Linked DNA regions of Siniperca chuatsi: region 1 is linked to region 2. The links are chromatin contacts, called in public Hi-C maps. All regions are on one chromosome and are shown on one strand. The core of a region is the stretch at or near the end of the contact, and the rest is flanking DNA. Distances in the headings are between cores, read along the strand shown.

Region 1 (2,700 bases), core at 68-2,567, 400 kb before region 2:
GAGAAAAGCATGACTTTCAAGAGGATTGGCAGGGCCTTGCAAAGTGCATTCTGGGATAGGATCTGACCCCTATTGACCTTGAACAGGAAAAAGTAAACAAAGACACAGAATAAATCAGTGATTTAAAAAAAGGTTGAGGTCCTGTAAAGTGGATAATCCAAACAATCCAAATGTATCTCCATACATCCATAAATAGCTACATGAGAAGGTAAATTGACAACTATAATATTAGATTCAAAAACCTTTAGCAATGCTAAGGATTGCCTACACAACAAACATAATATGTCCACTGTCACTCTGCACATGTCAGTACTGTGTTCTTCTAGTTTAAGAGCTTGGTGTTGACATTATGTATAAGACACATGTTGTGTTTTTGATGATTTTTCCTCTTGCAGACACAGAACCAAAGTAGGCAAACTGATTGACCTTTGAACTGAATCAAAATGAAAGCTTTGCATTGGATTTGCGTTATTATAACTACCAGAGTAAGCTCTTGTCAGGCTCTGTGCTCTTTTAGACAGAAGTCGTGGACATGTCTTCTCCCTCCTCAGTGTCCAGGAGGGGGCGACAGGCCTGCATGCTGTGCTGCTGTAGTTTCAAACTTTCCAAAAAAATAGAGTTCACGAACACACTCACACACATGCACACTCAGTCGTGACTTGATGCATGAGCCACTGCCTGCTCTGAAAGCACCACCATGACAGTCTGATAAGTGAATATGACAAAAGGCAGACGTTTTTTTAAAGACAAACTTTTCTGCACATAGTATTTTATGGTAAACTTTACTCATCTGATCTGATTATTGCATGGTTAGTACATTGTTCCTCTCTTTCATTCTATACATACATGTTGAATTTACAGCTCTGGCGGCCCATGTGATCTGCCTGTACTCCATTATAAGTGCATTTTCTAGGTGTGTTTATTAAGTGTTTTAATGGATCTTTTGCACTGTTGATTGGAGGTAACGCAAATCAACCTGCGCTTTTCCCGTTAGCATATCTCACTTTATTGGTGAAATGCTGAATAAAATCAAACTTTGCATTTGTATGTTCTATCTATGTGTGTGTGTGTGTGTGTGTGTGTGTGTGTGTGTGTGTGTGAGTTATTGGCACCTGGAAGTGTTGCAGTGAGGTTAGAGGCTGTGTGTTTTCTCCCTCCTCCTCCCTGCCTCATCCTGAAGGAGAACAGTGGCCTGTGATTGGATCCCTCCTGCTCCACTTTGGACCAGTGCGATGGCTGCACCTGAGCCGAGCAGCCAATAGGCCGCCTGCGCTGTCAGTAGCCGAGAGAGCAGCCTGCAGAGCTGCAGCATAACAATACACACTCTGTAGAGACCATACAGGTTTCTGGGCTGCTTCCCAGCACCATCGGACCGATATACAGCACCGATACTGGCCTTTCATTCACAAATAGAGACTTTTAGATTATGAAATTAGATAAAGTATTTATTACAGAATTGTCCCTACAGACTAAATGCTGTTTTAGACTTATTTTGCAGCTCGACAAGGCAAAATGTTTTATATTTTAATCTATAATGTTGGTGTAAAATATTGGCTTCTAGCTGCTTCAAACCTAAACTACATCAGTCTCAGCCTTCAAATATCCAGATCAGTCAGTGTCTACAGGGATCAGAAGGAGGCTTGAGGGTCATCAGCAGTGGCAGAGCAGAGTGAGAGCCTGGTACAGCATTTCCTTCCCCATCATATCAATTTATTATTATCTCATGAGGAAACTCACAAATCACAAAAAAAAAAACCTGCAGGTTTATGTGAGCAGCATATATCATTACAAAAATGTAAAACATGAAAAAATATAGTCAGGTTCACATATTTATGTATTCAAATGAAAGTGATTGGCACAAAATCTACTGCAATTTTTGAGTCCAAAACTTCATTTAATCATTCACAAATCAATAATTGAGCCTGTCCTCCCCCAAAATACGGCCGCAAAGGTTGTCTGTGCAAGCAGCTAGGTATGAAGACTTGTTGCGATAGTTTCAACAAGTATTCTGCTCTTTTATTTAAGTAAAAGGAGCAATACCTCAAAATGAAAATAGTAAAAGTCTTGCATTTTATAGTATTACTTATGTAGAATTATTATCAGCAAAATGTTCATTCAAAGTATTCATTCTGCAGGCAAGATTGGCTCCTCACAGTGGAATATTATTTTATATTATAATATTATTTTATTATTATTGATGCATTAATGTGTATGTAGCGCTTTAATGTTTGCAGCTGGTCAAGCTGCTGCTACAGTTTTAACTATTTTCCACTCTTATTATAGGGTATTTTATTCAATAACAAAGCATCGTATATTTTAAGACAATCATATGCTTTGTGTAAAATATGAATCTGTAGACTAACTGTAGCTGTCAGATAAACGCAGTGGAGTAAAAAGGATGTTATTTGCCTTTGAAATGAAGTGTAGTCGAAGTTTAAAGTGGCATAAATTGGAAAAAGCCAAGTAAAGTACAAGTACCACAAAATGATGCTTAAGTAGTAGTCGAGTAAATGGACTCGGTTACTTTCCACCACTAAATTCCATACCTTATTACCAAACTATATGTATTTATAACCCGGAAGACTGGCTCTAATACTGAACCTATGTTGCAATTTAAATGATTATTTTATCACAGGAATAATTCTAGAACTAAAACGAGAACAAATAGAAAGCTGTGAGGCAGTAGAACATGTGTGTGTG
Region 2 (2,700 bases), core at 186-2,685:
GCCTCAGTATCATGTAATCCAACAAAAAAAAAAAAATGACCACAGAGTTGAATCAGCCCTTCTTAATGCTTGTAATTTTAGAGAGACAAAATAAAGCTTTGGAATAAAGACGGTGACCATTGTCTGGGTTTAAAATACACTCAGTTGCCAGTTGATTAGGTACACCTAGCTAAAACTTATGCAGTCTACTACAAGTGCCTTAAGTTATACTGAGGTGATTCTAATATAATGAACATTATATCAACAAGGGTTGACTAAATACGAAAGCCACCTCTAGGTATAACACAAAACAATTACAAGCACCACAAACTACAGCCTCCAAAATGATCTTAAAGTTGAATTAGCACCTCTCTAAAGTAGTTTCAACAAAAACTGAACACCAGAACCTTCAGAAAGGTAAAAGTTATTGGTGTATTAGTATGTGTTTTAGATAGGTGTACCTAATTAACTGTCAGTCAGTGTAAATGATGTCCTCCAGCCACACAGATCGACTGTCACTGTCAACCAGACAGACACAACATCTACAAGACAACTGTTCATAAAAACAGTCAGCAACCACAACAAGTAGCACCAAACTCAAACTCAAAACGTATTTTTAGGAGTGATTTATTTTAAAATGATGTTTAAATATTCCACCAAACATCACCAACAGAGTGTCACAACCGAATCACTCCAACGAATCACTACTACTGTTCAAGGTGTTTAGGTGAAGGAAGATTGTAGGAAAGAGTAGCTCTATTGGAGCAGCGACTGCAGACATGCAGAAGTTGCCCCAGGCTGTTGTGAAGCCTGAAAGAAAGTCTTGATGTACTAAGCCACTTAGTTAAGCAACATTCAGGTGTCATCTGTTTCAGTGTGGTTTAAGTATTTTTCAAATAACTGCGAGTATCGGGGCTAACAAGTCCACTAACAGTGTATGCATGGACTCTGAAGACGCCAAATGCGTATGCACCGATGTCAACAACAGGAGCGACTCGGCTACTAGGCTGCATGCAGCTAACAATGTTTCCATGTCTGAATTGAAAGATGAGCTTCTCTGGCTTCCCTACACTGAGAAGCTTGGCTATCTTAGTCTCGGTTAACGTTACATATCCTGAACATTTATTCAGCTAGCTTGCAACAATCATGACAACTGCCAAATCAACACAATACAGCTATTGGCTAACGCTCGAGTTATATTGATAGATAAGTAACGTTACGCCGCAGCTATCTTCGCTAGCTAGCATTAGCTGATAAAACGACACAATTGAAGCCTTGAAAAAGGAGATGCATTTCTCATGTTGCAGTAAGACATTATTTTCAAGCGGCTATAGTTACGAACCGATGTGTAGAACGCTGACTGTGTCCTTGCTTATGGACTTGTGTGGTGGTCTGAAGAGCTCTTTAAAACGTCAAAACACAAACAGACTAGATTTGCGGAACTGTGTTGTGTAATTGGAAGCCAATCAGAGCACAGAAACGTTTTCGTCAACCCAATCAGCCAGCAGTAAGGGCGGGGCTAATGACTGCGTTACATGTTAGAAACACTGCATTTGACTAAATAAAACATGTCCCGTGTTTACAATGATGTGTATTTCACTGTTGTTATCAGAAGAGACCGTGGCTTCCTCTGGTTAAAAACACTATCAGCAATGAATAACAGGGTAAGCAATCCCCCCTTTGAGACCACAACCAAATAAATGTGTTCTTTAAACTCTCAGGTCAAATGTGTGACAGAAAAAAGGAACCCAGTAATATGGAACCATATTCAATTCAATTAAATTCAATTTTATTTATATAGCGCCAATTCATAACAGAAGCTATCTCATTGCACTTTTCCTACAGAGCAGGTCTAGACCGAACTCTTTATAATATTAATTACAGAGACCCAACAAATCCCACCATGAGCAAGCACTTGGCGACAGTGGCAAGGAAAAACTTCCTTTAAGAGGCAGAAACCTCAGACAGAACCAGACTCAATGGTGGGCGGCTGTCCGCTGCTGTATAGGGGACTATATTAAAATGATACTGTAAACTTGGAAATGAAAATGTAATTCCACAATAGCATTATAATTTTCCACATATGTATTTGTTATTTGAGTAAAAATTCTAATGAAAATGTGATAATCCAATTACTATGGCCATTCTATGACCATACTAAAATGAAAATGGAAAAGCTGTTTGACAGTTGTACCCTGCTGTACAGTGGACAATATTCAAATGTTAATTCAAATTTGAAAATGCAATATAAACAATAACCTCATTTTCCATTCATGCAAGCAATCTTTAAAAATGAAAATGAATGTAATTTTCTAACAATGTGAAAATGAAAACTGCATTTGTCATTTCATTTTCAAAGACTTAACCTGCTGTACAGTGCACAATATTCAAATGCAATAAGCAAAACAGTCTATTACAAGGAGAGGGAGTTTTGAAGTTACTTATGTTTATACATAACTTCTTAGTAATAGCTAGAACGTTATGTTTGAGCTGGTGCATGTAGATTGCTTTTGTTTAACGATCTGTGATATTGTAATGGGTTAAGAATCTATGTTATTTTGTAAGCCTGTAGCTGCTAGCTTAGCTCAATAAGCTAGCCACTACCGTGGGAATGTGTAGCGACACAGTATTATTGATGATACTGGTGGTGAAAATGGCTCAAACACATGGCTGACATGAAGTATTATAGCCTTTTCCATTCAATGATAATACTTTCCCTTG

Evidence for each region. Hi-C and Micro-C count contacts between places; a contact is called where the count stands out from the background.
Region 1: a contact with region 2 is called in a Hi-C map of an unstated tissue, with 3 times the contacts expected there. The contact joins the enhancer-like site here to the promoter of bcas3 in region 2. A contact is called at or near these places in 2 of 3 Hi-C or Micro-C datasets (skeletal muscle and an unstated tissue).

Annotation. Positions count from the first base shown.
Region 1 is chrLG7:3,435,253-3,437,952 of ASM2008510v1, reverse strand. No RefSeq gene overlaps it. Among protein-coding and RNA genes, the nearest start is that of LOC122879156, 13 kb to the right of the region's middle. Within about 2 kb of position 1,317, the one cell type or tissue checked has an H3K27ac peak away from gene starts, as active enhancers do.
Region 2 is chrLG7:3,033,053-3,035,752 of ASM2008510v1, reverse strand. It overlaps bcas3 (breast carcinoma-amplified sequence 3), which reads right to left and starts at 1,435. Exons shown (of 24, transcript XM_044202928.1): 1 at 1,322-1,435.